Regions from separate parts of the Anser cygnoides genome. Here region 1 is linked to region 2. A link is a contact called in public Hi-C data. All regions are on one chromosome and are shown on one strand. The core of a region is the stretch at or near the end of the contact, and the rest is flanking DNA. Distances in the headings are between cores, read along the strand shown.

What was found. A called contact is a pair of places that touch in the nucleus more often than the background predicts.
Region 1: a contact with region 2 is called in a Hi-C map of blood, with 14 times the contacts expected there. The contact joins the promoter of LOC106032159 here to the promoter of MCCC1 in region 2. A contact is called at or near these places in 2 of 7 Hi-C or Micro-C datasets (blood and granulosa cells).

Annotation. Positions count from the first base shown.
Region 1 is chr9:19,026,221-19,031,977 of Taihu_goose_T2T_genome, reverse strand. It overlaps LOC106032159 (SRY-box transcription factor 2), which reads left to right and starts at 4,303. Exons shown (of 6, transcript XR_007161729.2): 1 at 4,303-5,757. It overlaps DNAJC19 (DnaJ heat shock protein family (Hsp40) member C19), which reads right to left and starts at 4,184. Exons shown (of 6, transcript XM_048059637.2): 1 at 4,044-4,184; 2 at 3,665-3,716; 3 at 3,346-3,419; 4 at 2,940-3,016; 5 at 1,741-1,811; 6 at 513-1,064. The coding sequence starts at 4,046. The coding sequence ends at 994.
Region 2 is chr9:18,247,798-18,253,861 of Taihu_goose_T2T_genome, reverse strand. It overlaps MCCC1 (methylcrotonyl-CoA carboxylase subunit 1), which reads right to left and starts at 4,636. Exons shown (of 19, transcript XM_048059633.2): 1 at 4,493-4,636; 2 at 3,255-3,304; 3 at 2,596-2,735; 4 at 2,255-2,350; 5 at 1,967-2,088; 6 at 817-964. The coding sequence starts at 4,539.

The DNA of each region.
Region 1 (5,757 bases), core at 3,054-5,553, 780 kb before region 2:
CTCATCTCCCAGGCTGTGCCTGTGTCTGGCTTTGCTCCCTCCTATGCAGCACCTGGCATTCGTCTTTTGTCAATGTCGAGCTGTTGATAGCGGACCAATGTGCCAACATATCTAGATCCACTGCAAGGCCTCTCCTCCCTCTAGCCACCTCCCAGATTAGTAGCATCAGCAAAATTGCCAAGGATGCATTTAAGTCCTGTATCCAGATCAGTGATAAAAACATTAAACAGAACCAGCCCTTGTATTGAGCCCTGGGGGGACCCTGCTAGTGACCACCAGTGACGTAAAGACTTCCTTTTTCCTGATTACTACAAATGCAAACCTTATCACATGAACCGTAACTTCATAGTTAATAATGTGTAAAACTACAGTACTTATTACAGATTTGCAATTTATTGCCATAAGATCCATTAAAAGTTGGAAGCTACTAAAAAAATCTAGGATCTTCCAGATCCATCAGTAACACTTAAGAGCTGAACCAACCTTGTTTTTCACAAGGCAAGACAACTGGGTACATTCAGTTTCTTCAACTTTATTTCGTCAATTAGAAACATCCACGTATCTGTCCTGTATCTTCCTGTCAAGTAATTCCTCCTGTTTTTTTTCCACCCTCTCCCTGGACTGTTTTCATCACGCTAACTTTGGCATATGAAAAGAACAGCAGCATGGATTTTAAACATAACTAGATTAACAAAAATTAGGTAATGGCATGTCAGCATCCAGTAACATGCAAGAAATTTTGGCCAAACCAAATCAGTGGCAGCTTCTACCACATACTAATGAACAGCTTTGGAAAACCTTTAAGCCTCACTCCCTCAGACATTTCCCAAAAAGCGACTAAGAATTGATCAGGGAGGGAAATACCTCCCCACATTCATTTTTCAAGCCTCATTTTTGTCAAGTCAAAGGCTGACATTAAAACTTGCCTTGAGCTGTTTATAAAAAAAACAAAAATCACTTGAACAAACAAGCCCTATGACTTCAATCTCCAATTCATTTTTTAGCTTGGTCTTCCAGTAAATCTTTAGCTTCATTGATTTTGGCTGCTACATATGGTGAACCACCTAGAAGAAAGATAACCTCATGTCACACTGGATGAAACAAGTATTTTGGGTTTTGGTGCATACAACAAGTAATGAAGTCACTTTCAAGGAGGCCACTTCACCTTTTAAGTGAGGATTAAAAAGTTAAATGCCAAGCATTAACAAACAATTCTAACTCACTGAAGAATACAGAATTCAGAATAGGCAGAGGTGCCTTGAATTACTAACTTTAAGTGTTACTAGATTCTGAGCCTTCGGAATGCCACCGGCAGCAGTGTTTTGTAGTTTAGTCTTCAACAGAAGCAGAAGGCTCAATTCTTCGCTTGCCATATAGGACCAATTTCCAATGAATTCATCTCAACTCAAACTCACATGGTAAATATAAAGTACACAGAAATACTCTGGTCTTTCACCTAAAATTAAGGTGATTTTAAGTCTCAGTTTAACAAGTCTTATTTTAACCGGATATAAACAGAAAAGTGCAAGCATCAGTTGACCTGCTGAATCTGTCTGCTTGCTTTAAACCATTCAAACACCAGAATATGTTCCAAAACTGTATGAATTTAGGCACTCTAAAATCTGTTTTCACTTTTTTTTTTCTTTTAGTAGCCAACATATTCAAATACCACTTCCCACACAGTTCACTTCATGGGTAAAAATATGTATTAGTCGATCAATGTGAATTATTTTTACTTACCTTTATCTGGATGATTCAGAAGCATGATGCGTCTATGAGCTTCTCTAATTTTACTTCTGTTGGCTGTAGGGCTAGTTTAAAAGACAAAGAAAAACTAATTTGAGGGAACCTCATAAAATCCTCCAGATTAAAAAGATGTCTTAGAACAAATACTTTGCCTTGCCCCAAAATTCTTTGATTTACATGTATGTTTTTCTTTTCCTATTATTATGTATAACGTTTAAGTCCTGGGTAGGGTTTTTTAGGGTTTTTCCAATATATTGCATGCTCAAGAAGACATGCTGTAAGGACATGGTATAGCAGTCTAACATGCTTTGGAACATCCACACAATCTGGAGATGAGGGGAAAAAATAAAAATAGGCAAATTTTCAAGAATATTTTGGTAACAACCAAGTTAACAGGATTTATCCTGACACAGCAGTACTTAAAAGTGTTTTTGGTATTTAGCTCCCACTGAAATCTAGTAGAATTACACTATCTTGCAGAAGTAGCTAACCACCTCAAGATCCTACAGTGTATGTCCCAGACAGGGCTCTCTCAAATGCCTGTGTGAATTCAAACTGAATATTCAATCAAAAAGGAACAAAACTAGATTGTAACATTTTTATAGGGTCAAATTTCATAGAGGGCTCCTGAAAAAAAGAAAAACTTAATCGATTGTTTTTAATTATTTGTGTACAAACTTCCCTGTTGAAAGTTGCCTTCAAAGAGAAATGGTTCTTACTCTCTCTCTTACTAGATAAACTTGCGTATTTGGTCTTAGACTCTAAGTTTTGGCAGGGAAAGCTAATCCTCTCTCAGATATTCTAGAATAAGTGATGAATTTGCATGCAGGAAGTAGGTGTGCAGCACTTTCACACAGGATCTGAAATTCAACGGAAGTGACAGCAACCACAAGCGAGCAGCACAACCCTGTTCCCCACACAGAATCAGCCCCAGGTCTTCATGAAAATGGCATGTTTACTAGGACCGGCTTTTGAATGTGCTTGGGATTTACAGATGTATGCAAGTCTAATTAGAGTTAGCTTGGAGCACACTACCATGCAGCAGAGAACCCCAAGTCAGTACAGAAAATCCTGAGAAGACACTCTGTATTTCCTGGCTTGGCAGTGACATTTCCAGGGGAACTGGCATAGGACAGTCTTGAGTACTGAGTATCCTCCTTTTTACCTTTCATTTATAATAAATTTTCTTTTACCTCACTCCAAGTATTAAAGCTGCTTCTCGTTTAGTCATTTTGGGTTCAAATCCACCTCTATAATAACCACGGAAGTCCTGGAAGGGAAAGTGTGTTCATTTAGAATACAATGATTATGTAAGTTTAACTACATCAGTTAAAACAACTCATGATTGCTTCATGATTGTGAAGCTTCTTTTGCACTTGCAATAAGGAACTCAGTTGAAGCAGAGCACTGTAACTTAAATTAATACTTAAACCTGCCAGAACAACTTCTCTATTAGTCTACTACCATCAGAATCACAGACTGTTAATAGTGACAAAATTATGTTTAATTTTAGAAGATGCAATACTACACAGACAACAGTCTGCAGCTACTTCACTGAGTACACTTTTTAATAAAAAGATGCCATTGATAAAAACTTACGGGTTTCGGTAGATTCTGAAGTGCTTGTTTTACTTGGGGCTCCATTTGCTTCATAGCTTTGAGTGCATAACGACCTGAAAGAAATTAGCGTTGAACAAGACTAAGTATGAGGTTTCATAAAGACCTGGCAATTCAGTTTGACTAGTAATTTATGGATTAGAATATGGAATAAGGAATTTTTTTTAGACATAAAAAAATGAGAAATTTTTATTTATTGTTTAACTACTGCCACGTTTCTCATTATAGGCTCTCAGCAGTGTCCACTATCAGGTATTAAAATGCATCGGTGCAGAAGCAGGCGTTAGACACATCTACAAACCTGCAAATCCAGCTGCTGCTATGGTCAGGCCAACCGCCACCATGGTACCGGCCTGCACAGGAAACAAAGTCTTTGTTTACCAAGAAAGAGAAACAAGACAACACACACACACACACACACACACACACAAAAAGGCTGTCTCTGGAAGCGGGCACCATTAACCCATTAGCGCCGGGCAGGGCTGCGGCGGGGCTGCGGGGCCGAGTGGGATCCGGGGGGTGGTTTTCAGCGCCGCAGCCCCTCGTACCCGGCCTCCAGGGCCGTGCCGAGGGCAGCGGGCTCCCTGCAGGCCGTGCCGCCCTCCTGGGCCTCGGGAAGGGCCGGAGCCCCGGCGGCTCCCGCAGCGCGGCCGACCGGGCCCGGCCCCCACCGCACTCACCATGGCCGCGGCTGCCGCCCGGCCCCAAGCCCCTCGCACTGCGGACGGCCGGGCCGAGCTGGCGGAGGGCCGAGACTCGTCGCTCGGCCCCGGGCCCCGCCGCACAGCCGCCACCGGCTGTCGTAAAGCGGGGCGGGGCGGCGGCGGTGACCGCCCCGGTGGGGCCGGGCCGGGCCGGGCGCTGAGGTGGCCGCGGGGCGAGGGCGGCCCGAGATGGCGGTCCTGCGGCCGAGCCGGGTAGAGGGGCTGCCCCGGGGCTGTGACAGGCGGCTGTGCTTTATATAAACGGGCGATGACGTGCTCGAGCTAACGTGTGCCAGACTCGTTTTTTACAAAAAAAAACGTGGTTTATCTCCCGTCCCTGTGACAGGGCGTGTGCCCCGTCCCATTTTCCTTGTCTTCTGTCCGTCCCTCTTGAGCTCCGGCCCGCTCCTTCTCGTTCCCCGAGCATTAACGCCAAATTCGTGAAAATTCCACTCAAATGGCGCCTGCCCTGCCGGGCTGGCACGGGAAGGACTGGCTATGGGGGCAACCGGGGAAATTAATGCAGGCCCTGGCTCCAGACGGACAAGCTCGCATAGCTGATTGTTTAAGATCACTACAAAGTGAGGGTGAACTGCAGGTCTGGTACTTGTATTTGAATATTATTAATAATATAGTGGTGACACTGTATTAACAGCATAGTGCTGCATGTAGCAGAGTGTCCGTCTGTAGTTCCAGTCAGAAGTCATGGTTTTGGAAATGCAATAACTTGGCCTGCAGGAACATGCCAGCCTTCAGCACTGAGTTGCTTTTTCAAACAGGTCGCAGCTCTAATTACAGCTGTCTGATTCGTGTTTAGTTTGCAGGAATTAAAAGCTTTCGTCTTACCTTAGTTCCTCTGGATGTGTTGGTGTCTTCACGGGCACCTGGAAAATGAATGTGCAGTGTAGTCTAAGAGCTGGTCACTGGTTAAGACGCTTGTAATTTTGCTGGTTCTTGCAGTGGAAAATATTTTTTCTTCTCCTATTTTAGCTCTTATGAGTGCTGAGCTCACTTTGAATACATTATAATTTCAGTTTGAGTGTGAATTGTTTTTTTTTCACTAAAATTTCAAGTGCCTGACGCACTGTCTTCTGAGATGTTTGTTTGGGGGTGGTCTCCTATTTCCTTCCTTCCCTGTTATCCAGGCAACACTATGTTAAAATAATCTGCTCACTTTTAAGAATGATAGAAAAAAGGTTTTGGCTGTATAAGGTGCTTCCACAAAGCATCTCTAAGACTTTCGTGAGATGGAAGTAAAAGGAAACTTTGATAAAGTGATCAAGTCCCCTTGTTGTAGAGCGCAAGGCCCCTGCCAGCCTGTGAAAACTTTTCAAATATGGGACAGGGAGCTAGCAACTGAAAAAACAGCTGGGTGTTTGTTTTATGAAAAGAAAAAAAAAAAAAAAGCTGTAGGAAACTACAGGCTTGGTAGCCAACTATAGTTTCTTCATAAAGGGAAGAGAATTAGGTTTTAAAATGGTTTCCTCTTTTTGTCCGTTCTCTATCCAAAAAGGGTGTAGAGCAGTGCAAGCTAGTGGCTTTTCTGAGGCATTACCAGTGATTTCATTTTTCCTATCATCTAAAACAAATAAGAGAATGGGAATCCTTTCCTGTAATTTATTACATGAGGTTTGGTTTCCACGTTGTGACAGAACCTTTTGTGGGGCCCAGATCCTTGTGGCTTTTGAGA
Region 2 (6,064 bases), core at 3,387-5,886:
CTACAACACACACACACAAAGAAATAAAACATATCTAAATGTCTAAGAATACAGTACACAGTAAAAATCCTTGATGTACACAAACAGGTTCACGACTAAAACAGCAAGAAATGCACTTAACGATAACAATACAAATTGCTCATCAATTTCCAATAAGCTAATCCTATTGTAAATCCTACTGAAAGTGCCACTAGAAGTGCAATAGATATTATCAATACATTGATATACATGCATATCAAATGCAATTTGATTCTTAAATATCACTGAAGTTTTCCAAGACTGGCAAAGAAAACCTGATTTTATTATAAAATAATTATAGCTATTATGGAAATAACAAGAATTCTCTGTCATTCAATTTTTGCAGATAAATATTCCAGAGTAAAATCAGATTTCGACAGGGAATTCACAATACATTAAAAAGTGTCTAGACACCAAATAGTTAAGTATATTTCTAATCATTTTTATTCAACATTTAAAACTGTTAATAAAAAAAGACAGAGGCTATCACTAGGTAACAATTTCATGTCACCTACTTTCACACAGATAAGCCTGAATGACAATTTTTCTGCTTATGCGAATTACTGGAAATCCACTGAAATAAAACAAAACTCTCCCAATTTACTCCAGCTACTTATTTTCTGCCTGGCTGCACAATGAATGACGTAAGATTTCATTGTGCTGTACTGGACATTATTAATAAATTTTAACCAAACATAGTTTTCCAGTTTGTTTTCAAACATTTCTTTTAGAATAAACTAGAAACTGAGGCATGACAACTTTACGCCGTGACAAACAGATCTGCATTATGTCCTTTACCTTTCCTCCACCTCCGCGAACAGCTTTAATCATTACTGGATATCCTATTCTCTTGGCATGGTCTTTTAGACATTCATCTGATTGATCTTCTCCATGATAACCTTCAACAACAGGAACGCCAGCAGCAGACATTATAGCTTTGGAAGTGCTTTGACAGAATAGTTTTATGTTTAGAATGAAAATAATATTTTTCTCTTACTTTTAAGCTCCAAACCTATATATGTTACCCATGTTAATTCTCCTTACAGTAGTTCCACTCATACCAGTGAGGGTTACAGAAGTGGATTATGCAGCATTTTACTGTAATTAATCAAATGCTTCAAACAGGGACTTTTTTCTCCAATCTCTCCAGATAAAAGTGGTGGTCAATTCAGGCTTATTGTTCTCTCTTATCTTTTGACCCATGTTATGGAGGTCAAAACCTACCATTTTTGTATTACCACACTACACCTTACCAAAACTATATTTAAGGTTCTACAAAGACAAAACTCTTTTCATGATACAGGCTGGATTCACACCACATAAAACACTTGAGCATAACACCAATTACTTCAAACAGGCATGCAAAACTAGATAAATCACAGAGGTAATTTACCCTCATATTAGCAAGTGATAAAAAATTAATTTGCTGAAATTAATATTGCACAGTTTGTGTGTTAGTAATAACCTTATTTCCATATCCTAGTTTTATACTTTATAGACCAAAGAAATGTTTCCAGGGTAAGTAACTATGAATAAGATCCTCTGTGATGAATAAAACTTGTCACCCCATTTTACATCAGCCACAATAACCTCTGATGATAGGGAGTTTTCTTTTTTTTTCACCATTTTGATTCATTCAGGATCAATATGCAAGAGACACAACCTGACTCCTGAACCCTCACCTATATAACACTGCAAGGACCCTGTTCTGGAAAACTAGAATCAGTTAAGTATTTAATTATTAAGATCTCAATAACTGAACAATTCTTATGTCTACATGAATTCTACAGTTGCAAATTTGGAGCTTATTCCTTTGAAGAAAGCAATAAAAATAAGACAATGAAAACTGATGGAATAAAAAAATATGTAGCAACTGGTCCTTTAGTAACAAAATTAGCCTCGCCAAACTGTAAATTGCATAACCAAGTAACAAATTAGAAATAGATACCTCTTAATACCCATATCTCTGATAGCAGATGAAGGCGGACCTATGAAGATGATTCCCTCTTGCTTGCACAACTCTGCAAACTCTGTGTTTTCTGAGAGGAAACCATAACCTGGATGAATAGCCTAAAATAGAATAATGTTACCAGCCTATTTTTATATTAGTTTAGCTTAGAATACCCTGAAACTTCAGTATACTGCTAAGGAAGCACAAGATGCAAATATCATGAATAAACATGAAAAACTGAAGAGCAGGCAGGTATCCAAAGATTTAAGGTCATGATCAACGTACCTGTACCGCGGAGGCCTTGGCCACCTTTATGATTTTCTCCATGGACAAGTAACTCTGCTGTGAGGGTGCAGGACCAATGCAATATGCTTCATCTGCCTGTTACATCAAAAATAGGTATTACGCGGATTGTTTATTAGACAATAAAAAGCAATTTTAACTTCGAATTTCTCAGCTCATTTTATTGTTTATCAGACTGCTAGTATGCAACAGTTTAAATCATTGCCTCTCTTCCCAGAGAGACTCAACTGGGAGAAACCTGGAGAACTACCATTTTGAATGAATGTTAGTCCCATAAGAAAGTGTTTGCAGAATCAATCACAAACATAATGAATATACTTCACCATTGCTACATGCATGGAATTCTTGTCTGCTTCACTGTAAACTGCTACAGACTTCACACCCATTTTCTTTGCTGTTCGCATCACTCTGCATGCAATTTCTCCTCGGTTTGCAATAAGAATCTTCCCTATGTTGTGAACTCCTATTTAAAGGGATGAAGCACAGTAAGCAAGTTTAAAAATAAATATATAATTAAAACCAATGCTGGAAATAAAGCGATTTTAGAATTCTGATTTCTTTTTCACCATTTAGCGTTTATTCACGACAACAGGGTTCATTTAAATCACCTTGCTAAATTTTACTATTTTCTTTCTTATGTTGCTTAAATACTAATATGCCTAAAAAACAATTCTCACACTGACTTTGCAAACTTTGTATCACAAAAGGTCTCAGAGGAAAACGTCACAGAAAATGTAATATTTGTGTAAGTTGAGTATGACTACAACAGATAAATTATTCAAAATGTTGTTTAAAAATATTAAAGGTGATTTCTGGTATAACAGGTACAGACTACTGTTTTTGGTAACTATACAAATATAGCATACTTATAAAAAAAAAGAACCTACATCTTTTCAGGAACTAATGGTCTAAAACTAATTGTAAAACTATACACGTTACACAAGCAATTGAACCTTGCAGCCAAAGAAAGCATGTTACATACCCACTGCCGAGGAGACGCATCTCACAAATCTTTGTGCTGGGTTCCATTGCCTGTACAATCAGAAACAAGCAGAATAGTTACGGAAGTGCATAAAGAAGTTGCAACCGAGCTACTTCTAGTTTCAGGTGCAAAGAAAGCACCAACCCAACTCTGAAGCTTCTGATACAACTATTTACACAGAACATACCGAAGTACAACATGCTAAGGAAAGGTGGACAAACTTCATCAGATCTCTGATTCCCTTTAGACACAACAGGAACAACGAACTGTCCCCTCGCTTTCTGAGCAGCATTCAAAGTTGAAGAGTTACTGTGGGTTACTCTAAGTCCTTTGGTGGACAAAACAGAGCATGGCACTTAATACAGAGTTGGCAACATGAAGTATTTGGGAAAGAAGACACAACCACAAAATAGAGTATCTTGCACAGGCAATAGTTGTTTATACAGACAGAAGGCACAAGAGCTGAATGTGAAAGATGTCAAGAAAGAAGAGTTTGAAAACTGAGAACAGAACTCTTCTTTCTGTGAATTTCATTTCAGAAATGGAAAGTTAAATCTCAAATATGACTGAAAGCTCTAAAGAAACCAGGTATTGAAGACTAAGTGGCTGCAAGAAAATGCTGAAGCAAACTCTTGAAGAAGTTTTAATTAACACATAGGTCAACTTTGGAATCTTGGATCAAGTCCAGTAATTCTTAAATGATACTGGACAAAAAGATGCAAGACGTCCTTGACGCCACACGATCAACAGCGAGATGGGACATCGCTTCCTGAACTTTTAACAGACAGCTGTCATTGTCACCAGCTCCTTCTGCCCTTACAGGCAGCACGGGGTGGCTATGGTGGGGAGTCAGTGACAGGTATCAAACCCCGAGTGCCCAGGACAGTTTGATGGAATCCACACCAGTTGCTAAAGCTGAATTTGAGGTTGTTGGGTTTGGGTCTGTTTGTTTGGGTGGGCCTTTTTTCCACAGCAGAAGCCGGCGCCGAGCAGCGCCTCAGCTCCCAAGGCGCACAGCCCCCTCCCCGCCTCCTCCCTCAGGCAGCCCGCCTGCACCCTGGGCTCCGCGACGCCTCCGCCAGCCCCAACCGCCGCCCGCCCCGCCGGCAGCCGTTAACGGCCGGGAGGAGAAGGAGATGGAGGAGAAGGAGGAGAGGAGCCGGGCATGGGGAAACCGCGGCGGAGGGAGCGCCGCCGCCTGAAGAAGCCGCGCGCCGCCCGCCCCGGCCCGCACTCACTGACGCTGCAGCGCCCAGAGGCAGCGGCGGCCCCGCACCAGCGCCATGTTGGCGAACGCGGAGGCCGGCGGGGCGGGGGTGTGCGCGCCAGGCCGGCCCCGAGTGGCTGCCGCTGAGGCGGGCGGCGGCGAGGAGGGGCCGGCGGGGCGGGGAGCCGGAGGACGGAGGTCACCGGGGGAGGTGCCGAGAGGGGGCTGCTGAGCGCTGGCTCAGCGGGTGGCCGCCTAGTGGGGCTCGTTCGGGGAGGCAGAGCCTGGGGGAGGCGGCAGAGAAAGTGGGCAATAAAGTGACGGAATAAAGCTGAGATAAACGTGAGGTGAAGCAGGCGGCAGGAGGAGTCTCGGATTCGTTTATGAACTCCTGGGCTCTGAGCTGTGTGCCTGCAGAATGGACTGCCCTGGGGGTTATGGTGACATATGAGGGGTGGCTGGGAAAGGCATAGGGATTCCCTGCCACCATAGCGTCCCTGTGCCCAGGCACGACCACCCAGCGCAAAACTGAGCAGTTTATGTGGAAAAGAGGGGTGAGACACGTCCCATCTCCACAGACAATGCAGAAGGGGCACCTCTTGCCTGCACCTCTTGCTCAGGTGTCGCCATATGGCAGGCATCCTGGTGCAGGGCCCTGCTAAACTTCCCCGTGCGGCTCCAGCGCCCTGCTTGTGCCCTGAAGAGACAGGGCACAGGGCAAGCTGCAGCTGGGTCAGGCCTGGTGGGGCCGTTGTTACTGTCCACGTTTAGCTGGCTCTCATTGCACAGCAAGCAAACAAGCTTGAATCACCAAGGTCACCTCACTTGTCTCAGTCACACCAATTTACAGAGCCCAGGTTAACAGAAAAGTTCAGATGAAGTGTGATACCGATAGACTGCAATAAAACATTTCCAGTGTAGTACTTAGATGACCATGACATTAAAATTATCTATGTAGAGAAATGAAAAATCAGTAGCACTTATTCAAAGTATTAACAGTTACTTATGACTCTGGAGGAAGGAGAGGCCTTGCAAAGGATCTAGATATGTTGGCACATTGGACAGCCATCAACACCTTGATGTTCCCCAAAGACGAATGCTGGGTGCTTCACGGGACGAAGCAACATCAGGCACAGGCACAGCCTGGGAGATGAGTGGCCGGAGAGTAGATCAGCAGGAAGGGACCTGGGGGTGCTGGTGGCAGCAGGCTCAGCAAGAGCCAGCAGCTGCCCTGGCAGCCAGGAGGGCAAACTGCATGCGGGGTGCGTTAAGCACGGCACAGCCGGCCTAAAGAGGCGATTCTCCTGCTGTGTTTAGCATTGGTGCGGCCTCATCTCGAGTATTGTCCCTGAAAGCATCCAGAGGAGGGCAGCAAAGCTGGTAGAAGGGCTGCAGGGCATGTCTGTGAGGGGAGGCTGAGGACGCTTGGGTTGTCTCCTCTGGAGAAGAGGCTGGGGGACAACCTCACCGCTCTCCGCCACGTCCCAAGGAGGGGAAGCGCAGAGGCAGGTGCCGGTCTCTGCTCCCTGGTCACTGAGGACAGGGTGCATGCGGAAATGGCACAAAGCTGCACCAGGGGGGTCAGACAGGACATTAGGGAAAG